Regions from separate parts of the Mus musculus genome. Here region 2 is linked to region 1. The links are chromatin contacts, called in public HiChIP or PLAC-seq maps. All regions are on one chromosome and are shown on one strand. The core of a region is the stretch at or near the end of the contact, and the rest is flanking DNA. Distances in the headings are between cores, read along the strand shown. Region 1 has its middle 12 kb from the start of Pdlim4. Region 2 overlaps Gm2a (GM2 ganglioside activator protein).

Evidence for each region. HiChIP or PLAC-seq counts read pairs in DNA pulled down with a chosen protein or histone mark.
Region 2: a FOXA1 HiChIP or PLAC-seq map of pancreatic cancer cells shows a contact between it and region 1. The contact joins two enhancer-like sites. A contact is called at or near these places in 3 of 39 promoter capture datasets (embryonic stem cells, liver and pre-B cells) and 1 of 115 datasets of contacts at active chromatin or transcription factors (pancreatic cancer cells).

Annotation. Positions count from the first base shown.
Region 1 is chr11:54,078,300-54,082,904 of GRCm38.p6, forward strand. No RefSeq gene overlaps it. Among named protein-coding and RNA genes, the nearest start is that of Pdlim4, 12 kb to the left of the region's middle. Within about 2 kb of position 2,267, at least 33 of the 459 cell types and tissues checked have an H3K27ac peak or open chromatin away from gene starts, as enhancers often do. A contact at or near this core is called in pancreatic cancer cells, where this site is marked.
Region 2 is chr11:55,099,871-55,104,475 of GRCm38.p6, forward strand. It overlaps Gm2a (GM2 ganglioside activator protein), which reads left to right. Exons shown (of 4, transcript NM_010299.3): 2 at 3,717-3,878. Among named protein-coding and RNA genes, the nearest start is that of Gm2a, 4.2 kb to the left of the region's middle. Within about 2 kb of position 2,596, at least 21 of the 459 cell types and tissues checked have an H3K27ac peak or open chromatin away from gene starts, as enhancers often do. A contact at or near this core is called in pancreatic cancer cells, where this site is marked.

The sequences.
Region 1 (4,605 bases), core at 1,017-3,516:
TATGGTCCCTGTAGACTCATGTTTGAATAAGCCTATGGGGGCCAGGGAGTGGAATGTGGTGGTTTGAATATGCTTTCACCATTCATATGGCACTATTAGGAGTGGCGCTATTAGGAGATGTGGTCTTATTGGAGGAGGTGTAGCCTTGTTAGAGGAAGTATATCACTGTATAGGCAGGCTTCAAGGACTCCTATGCCCAAGCTCCACCCAGTGTGAGCTTTTAGCTGCCTACAGAAGAGAGCCTCCTTCTGCCTGCCTTCAGATCAAGATGTAGAACTCTTTCTCCTCCAGCACCATGTCTGCCTGGATACTGTCATGCTTCCTCCCACCATGATGACAATAGACTGAACCTCTGAAACTGTAAGTCAGTCCCAATTAAATGTTGTCTTTTATAAAAGTCGCCTTGGTTGTGGTGTCTCTTCACAGCAATGAAACCCTAACTAAGACAGTAAGTGAACATTGAATATTTTTTTTCTAAGCAGGACATATGTATCATTCCATCTATAGCCCAGAGAACCCCACAGAAGAAAGTAAATAAACTGGAAAACAAGTAAGGGATGGAGGAATGCTCCAGAGCTGGCTTCCAGACAGCATAACTATGGCACTCATAAATGCCTAGCTGCTGTGGTTACCTGCACAGAGCCTCCACAAGATTGGGCTGTCAACATACTGTCATGGATAGAGGGTGGGCTATGGATGTTCCATCACTCCCGAAGGAGCAGTTCATGATTGTGGGGAAAGGGGACACATATTCTTCAGTGATGCAGCCACTGGCATATGTTGCATACGCTCCAGTAAAAAACAAAACAAAACAAAAACAAAAAACAAACGTTATCTATGCTCCCGCAAGCAACCATAGTAAAATCACTAGGTTACCCAGAGTAAAGACACTAGTTGGCAAGAAAGAAGGCGGTCAGTAGGAGTGGGAAGGGGATAGGAGACATGTGCAGGGATGAATACAATCAAAGTACATCTATATGTGTATGAAATTGTCAAAAAGTAATTTGCTGTTGTTTATACAGCAACAGAACAAGGGTTGTAATCTTATAATTTTCCACAGTGTAGAATGAGCCTCACATGGATTCATTGTGTGTGTGTGTGCATGTGTGTGTGTGTGTGTGTGTGTGTGTGTGTGTGTGTGTGAGAGAGAGAGAGAGAGAGAGAGAGAGAGAGAGAGAGAGAGAGAGAGTATAAAATATTCACCCTTTTAGGTTACCTTTCTTGATGCTGCAGCAAAATACCTGACAGGAACAATTTGGGAAAGGAAGGCATGGTGGCTGGGGTGGCTCTGTTGTTGGTTGGAGTGAGTGGCCTGAGCTGTTCACCTCTGACAGATCAGGAAACAGAGAGCCCCACTAAGAATCAGAAATGGGCATCATGTTTAAAGCTTGCCCCCCCCCACCAGTGACCCACTTCTGCTAGCTAGGCCACAGTTCCAAAGGTTCCACAGCCCCTCAGAGCAGAGTCACCATCTGGAAGACAAGTACCTAAACATTTGAATGCGAGGACCTTCCCAAATACACGGTTATTTAAATCATAACTTTATGTTTACATTATTACAGTACGGACAGGTTTCTAAACAGTTCGGATACTTACATTCAACGAGAAGTTAATAAACGGGGTATGATGACTCCCACCTGTGATCCCAGCACTCAAGAGGGGGAGGCAGAGGATTTCTGTGAGTTGAAGGCCAGTCTGGGTTACAGAGTAAGATCCTGCCTCAAAATACAAAACAAACAAATAAGCAAACCAACCAAAAAACTGGCCACCATCAAACCCCAAAACCCGGAGCTCATAGGAAGCATAGGTAGACATGTTTAGTCTTGGGGTGGGAATCCTTTTTATTATCACAATGCTCTGCTTTCTTGTTATAGATAGGTTAAAGGGTCAGAAGGATACACTGGTGACTTACTGACTTGTTATTTCTGGTTTTCTTTAAGATTTCTTTATTTTGTTATTTTATATGTGTGGGTGTTTTTCCTGCATGTATGTCTGTGCACCAGGGGTATTCCTGGTGTTTGTGGAGGCACAAATGGTTGTGAGCCACTGTATAGGCGCTGGGACTTGAACCTGGGTCCTCTGGAAGAGCACTGAGCACTCTTAACTACTGAGAAGATTTCTAATTCTGGAGCTGGTGTTTGAGGGCTGGTATTTTTATTGTGTTTGTAACTTAAAACTTGTGACAAAGGCGTGTTAGTGGAGGGAGGGATTATGTTGACTCACAGCTGGAAGGTACAGCGATCAAGGAGCAGGAGGTGTGGTGGCAGGAAGGGAGGCAGCCAGCCCTCTGCACCGCAGCCAGTCTGCACCTGCAGCCAGCCGGGAAGCAGAGAGACAGGTCAGTCCAGGGCCTCAGCTCGTTTGCTCCCTTTTCTTTATTCAGGAGCCCCAGTCCATGAGACAGTGACCCTCCCACACCTCAGTTGACCTACTCTAGACCATCTTTCACAGACATGGGGATTCGGAATCCCGGCAAGCTGACAAGATTAACTATCAGACCTGTCTTCTAGTTATGTTCTTTGTACTAGCAGCCTGTGTTCCTGTCTTTAGGACTGAGTTTCCATCAGATACCATTTCCCTCTGCCCTTGAGAACCTTCTCCAACACTTCTAGTGCCACAAAATCTACTGCTGGTTGTTCTATTTTCAGTAGCAAATCTCTCTCTCTCTCTCTCTCTCTCTCTCTCTCTGTCTGTGTGTGTGTGTGTGTGTGTGTGTGTGTGTGTGTGTGTGTGTGTATGTGTGTGTGTGTGTGTGTGTGCATGTATATGTGTATTACTGTGTGCAGTTCATGTGCATGTGTATGGGTGCACAGAGGCCGGAGTAGGACATTGGGTACTCTGATCTATCACTCTCCATCTTATTCATTTGAGACAGGGTATTTTACTGAAACCGGAGCTAGGCTATCAGCCACAAGCCCCATGTGAGCCTCCTTTTTCTACCCCCACACCTTTAGTTTACTGGCTTAAACATGTTTTCCTTTTTTTAATTGTATGTATATGGATGTTAAGAGGGCATTGGATTCCTCGGAACTGGAGTTATGGACAGTTGTGATCCTTCATATTGGCATTGTGAGTTGAGTGCGGATTCTCCGAAAGTGCCCTTAACTACTGAATCCCCCAAATCCCTCCACCTTTATTTTAGGAGACAGGGACTCTCACTGTGCCTTGAGCTTCACTAACCAATCAGCTGGCTAGCCACTGAGCTTCACTAACCAGACCTGGGTTGTTGGCCTGCGCTACCATGCTTGGCTTTTTGGTGAGTTCTGGAGATCCAAACTCAGGTCCCCATATTTGTACAGAAGACACTTTCCATGCTAAGCTGTCTCTCCTGTCTCTGTTTCTTTAAGATAGTTCTCTGTCGCCCGCCAGGGCTGGCCTTACACTTCTGATCCTCCAGCTTCAACCCCTTGAGTGCTGAGATGGCAGGTGCAGGTGCACTTCCATGCCTGGCTCTCTGGATCTAATCTTCATCGTCTCCCCTCTTGGCTAGCTATTGCATTTTCTGTTTCTTCACGTGCCTAAGAGCATTTGATCAGAGATAATGGGAACTGTTGGTACATCATTGTTATGAGTCCAGGTATTATTTCTCCTTTAAGTGTTTCACTAGACAGCAAATTAACCAGGAGCCCCATTTAGTTCTACTGACTTTATTAGGGGAAACTTAAGGTACTGTAGTGGTAGAGTACTCATGCTCTGAATCGGCTTTCTAAGTTTTTTTGGGTGGTGGTGGTGGAATATATATATATATATATATATATATATATATATATATATACACATACATATATATACACACATGAATACACACACATACATACATATATATATATATATACACACATATGTATATATATGTATATGTATATATGTGTGTGTGTGTGTATTCATGTGTGTACAGGTCTGTGTATGCTTGTGTGCACATAAAGGCCAGAGGTTAACTGCAGGTGTTATTCCTCAGATGTAATATACCTCCATTCTTTACAAATAAATCTTTAGTTTTTTATTAGATTTCTTCATATTATTTTATGTATGAGTGTCTGTCTGCATGTATGTTTGTGCACCATGTGCAAGCAATGCCTGTAGAGGCCAGCAGAAGGCATCAGATCCCCTGGAACTGAAGTTAGAAAGGATTACAAACCATCATGTCTATGCTGGGAATTGGACCTGGATTCCCTGAAAGACCAGCAAGTCCACTTAACCACTGAACCATCTTTCCAGACTATACACTTTGATTTTTCAGTTGCTCGCTGGCCTGGAACTTGCCAAGTAGTCTAGGTTGGCTAGCCATTGAGCCCCAAGGATCCACCTGTCTTTGCCTTCTCAGTTCTGACATTATTAGCACACATAATGCCTGGCCTTTTAAATGTGGATTCTGGGAACTGAATCCAGGTCCCTGTGTCTTCCAGTCAGGCACTTTAGCAATTGAGCTGTCTCCTTAGCCAATTCTAAGGTTTTGATGGAACATTCAGGTTGTTCAGCAAGTTAGGGAGGAGTTTCCTTTCTGGCTGATCAAAACAGGTACCAGCACAGTGTGACCTCTGAAATCTTCATTTACAGGCTTATGGAACATTGCACGTGCACCTGTGCAGCATAGATAAGAGTCTG
Region 2 (4,605 bases), core at 1,346-3,845, 1.0 Mb after region 1:
ATTTGGGTTTCCCATGAATGTCCCTCTCTATTCCAGCACCTGCTCTGGGGTTCCCTATTGTCATCCCTGTCACATCGTCTCTCTCTTCTCAGGCCCGGGGCAGAACATTTAAATGAGCTTGGCTGCCTTCAGGCGCTGAGTCCTGTTGCTTTGTGTACAGACTTCTCCTCCTGCCATCACCCTGACAGAAGATATAGTTATGCTCACTTAATAAATGAGGAAGTTGAACCTCCAGGGGTTAACATGCCAGAGGTGTCTGCTAGTGAGACCAGGGCTTAATTAGCATCTGTTAGTGAGAGCAGTAGTGGTTGGTGTGTGATTTTAACCCATGCCTGGATCTGCCCCTATTCTGCCTATGTAGCCACATCTAGGCTAGGGATGGCATCTGCCAGGTTCGAGGTACATACTGCTGATCGCTATCCTCCCTTTCCCCAAGAGCCTGGACTCAGCTGCTGGAGTACCTCACAGCTGAAGCTGCCCAGGCCCTGCTAGTGGAGGACCACCTTGTGAAAAGTCCCCTACTAGGGCAGGGGGGAAGGGGTAATGGGAGAGGGTGGAAGAGTCTAAAAAAGGACACTCTAGAAACTTCCCTGAACCCAAAGTCCTCCTTGGTGTGAATCAGGCTGCTGAGTTGGAAAAAGTAGCCTCCTACCCTGTCAGCCCAGGTTACTACTTAGCCATTTTTTTTCATTTATCTTAGGACCAGCCACTCCTCCCCCAGTCCATCCTTCTCCAAGCGCCGTACTTTCTTTCGAAGGTGTTCTACTGCACATGGCCAGTTTGCTCTCTTTGACCTATGAGGGCTTATAATCAATGAGACTGCTACCCTTCTTCAGCGAGGTCCCTCATTCAACGTGTTTAGCCTGTTGGCCTTTCTGTAGTACTGGAACCAGCTGAGCTTCTACCTCAGGGCCTTTGCTTGTGCTCTGTGTGTATTGATGGCTAATTTCTCATCCTGAAAGAATGTTTTTAAGTGTCACCTTTCAACCACCCTAAGTAAGACCTGAGTTACTCTCCACACCACCTTCAGGCACTCTAATATGTGGTCGATCCTCCTTTGTTCCCTCCCTCCCTCCTTCTCTCCCTTCTTTTCTTTCCGTTTTTTCTGCCCCCTAGTACTTGGGTTTGAACCCAGGACTTTAGGCATGTTAGGCGAGCTCTCTACCACTGAGTTACACTGCCAGCCTGGGGAACACTTATTTACACTAGACTATAAGCCCCACAAGGCAGGGAAGAACTGCTTCCTATTGTTTACAAAGCCTCAGTCCAGGCCCTGAAATAGTCGCTTCACAAATACTTATGGAATGAAGTTTGAGCAAAATACCTGCTGGTACCTACCCTGGCCCTGCCTTTCTTAGTCACAGTGTGGCCTTTCATTCCAGGAATCAGAAGCCCATGCCAAGAAGCTTGAACATGGAGTTTAACAGGCTTACATGGATCTCACGGAGTTGGTGGCAGGAAACAGAGGCCAGGGAGGCACATGGCTGTGTTTTAGTGAGCCAGCTCATGCTTTGTGTCTGACACAATGTCATGAGTTGTCACATACGTGTTCTCACCTTGCAACAGTTCTGGGAGGAAGATATAAAATGCCTCTACTTAAAAGATGTGGAAATCAGAAATCAGGACTCCAATTGTATGTGTTCCAGGCTGGGATTCCAACCCAGGTCTGTTTGACTGGAACCTAGGCTTCCTGCCTGGCACTCCAAAGCCATACCTGTCCCAGGTCCCTGGGATGCTTGTTTTCCATCCCAGGCTGGTTATGAGCTCACTGTGTGTTTGAGGATGAGTTTGAACATCAGAGCCGAGTGCTGGGATTACAGGCATGTGCCCTGTGCTGGTCTTGCTGGTCTTAGATTGCCTTTTGTTCTTTTTTGAAGACAGGGTCTCACTATGTAGCCCAGGCTGCCTTCAAGCTTGAGATCCTCCTGCCTCAGCCTCCCTAGTGCTGGGATGACTGGTGTATGTCAGCATGCCTGGCTCCTTTAGTGCTGTAGTAGATCATATAGGTGACTGACTCTGTGTTCCTTTCCCATAGGACAGAGGGGCTCTTACTCTTGTCTCCTCAACTCAACTTGGAGCTGAGCCGCAAGTGTACGTGCTTGGAACCCACCTTAAAACTTTTGACCCAAGGCAGTGCCAGGCCTTGTGTCATAAGGGTCACATACATTGCCTCTGGCCATAGGGTCACACACACAGCTTCTTGTGTCATAATTCCAAGGCTTGGCAGAGAGAAGCTGTGGTCTAGCACGGATCAGGTGTTCTCTGGGTCCGGATGGTTATGAATGGGTTAAGATGGAGGCCAGGCTGGCAGATTTTCTAAGGCTGTGTGTGGATAATGGCAGTGCTAAGTGTCTTTGTAGGGGGTTTTGGGGGTGGGGCATGTGAGTGTGTTTTGAGAGGGAGAGACAGGCAGACAGGCAGACAAACAGACAGACAGAGGTGTAGAATGAATCCCAGATCCTAAGGTTCTGGGGGCTGGTGGTCACATTTGTTGGATCTAGGTCACGTGGAGGAAGATTTGAGAAGTTCCTCTGCAGAGGAGTGGTGGGTGACTCAGGTTGTGCCTATGGTGTGGTTCACGACAGGGGAGTAAGAATGTGGGTGTAAGGTGAGAAAGTCATTGCTCGTCACTGAGGGACCTCCTGTAGATCTTGTCCTGTGGGTCTTGTTCCCTGGACGCTGAGGCTTGGGTTACTGTTGTTTCTCCTTGTGTTCTTTCTCCTTGTTCCCCCTTGTTGCCGACCTAGGATTGGACAAGGGGTGGGGCATAATCAGGCTCATGGGCATGGAATACAAGGGTGACTTTCAGCAGCTTGTCTTGTGGTGACCTCCCAAAGCTAGCTGGAGAGAAATGGGTGGCAGGGTCAGAGCTCAGAGAAGGTACCCTCAAAGCTAAATGAGGCTAATACCATTATTAAATAGAGTATTTTCTGTATTCATTGACTTGTATACAATGTATCTGTATCGTATCCAATCCCACATTCCCTTTCAATCCAGCGCACCTGCCTGCCATTTTTATCTTCTCTTAATAACCCACTGAGTCCAATTATTGCTTCTCATATGTGCATGGGTTAGGACATGGCTATCTATGAGTATCACAAGCCCCCAAGGTATAATGACTCCTCCTCTCTGTAGCCACCACTGCCAATACTTCCTTAGCTAGGGGTGATTCCTCTCTCCCTCCCTCCCTTCCTCCCTCCCTCCCTCCCTCCCTTCTTTTGTAGCCTAGGCTGGTTTAGAATGACCACATCTTCCCTTGAGTGTTTACATTATGGGCTTGCACCCATACAGCTAGCTAAGTCTCTCTCTCTCTCTCTCCTGCCCTGCCCCAGAACAGGGTCTTGTGTATCTAGACTGGCCTGACATGGGCTATGTAGTTGAAGATGACCATGAATTCCTGATGTTCTACCTCCCAAGTGTTGCCCCTGCCACCACACTGGGTTTGTGTCATGCCAAGGATAGAGCCTAAGGTTTCCAATATGCCAGGTAGACATTCCACCAACGGAGCGACATCCCAACCCCCTTAGTTTTAAAGTTCAAGGTCTGATATAATGGGCCTAGGCCCTGCACTTTGGCATTTTGCCTGAAGAATGGGTCAGACAAGTGTGACTGTTACCATGGAGCTCAGAGGGGAATGGGCAGGCCTCCCTCCAACTCTTGTATGCTGAAACATTTCTTTTCCTCCACTTCTCTCCTTGCTGTCTCGTTGTCCCTAGCTTTCCCAACTTGGTGGCTTCTCCTGGGATAACTGTGATGAAGGAAAGGACCCTGCAGTGATCAAAAGCCTCACGATCCAACCTGACCCCATTGTGGTTCCTGGAGATGTAGTCGTCAGCCTTGAGGGCAAGACCAGCGTTCCCCTCACTGCTCCTCAGAAGGTAAGCCCCAGGCTGTGTGGACGATGGACGGGGAGTGGGCAGCCAGCAGGCGCCATGGAAACTCATGCTCATAGATTGTGAAAGACTTCAGACTTTGCAGACTTACCACAGACTTTCCCGGGTTCATAGAGTCTCAGGGTCAGGGGATGGAAGGGAAACCCAGGTCAGCTGGGATTCACCCATTCATGCACTTGGATATGGCGGCCCAGTGTTCACCATGGACTCCTCTGTGTTGTTTTGATGTATAGCCAGTAGCCAGGGACATAAGGCTATTTTCTTTTGTTTTGAGACAGGGTCTCACTCTGTAGCCTATGCTGGCCTTGAACTTGTGGTAGGCCTGCCTGCCGCAGTTTGGTTGTGGGCATGAGCCGCCACAATGTGGACTCTCAGAGCTGAATGAACAATGCTGTTTCCTTTATCCATACTGCATGCATTTATTTTTTAAAAAATACATATGAAAACAAGCAGTGCTTTGTATGTATGTTTTGAGGGAGGGCTTTATGTAGCCTTAGCTGGCCTTGAACTTGCTGTGAGCTCCTGGCTCTCTGGCCTCCACTTCTTGAGTACTCAGATCACAGGGGTACTACCACACCTGGAATGGACCCCGGGGCCTCTCATGCATATTAGGTGAGCACTCTGCCAAAACCACATCCCCAACTTTGTTTCTGTTCTTTTGAGCCAGGGCCTTCCTTAGGTAGTTTAGGCTGCCCCACAACTTAATGTAAGT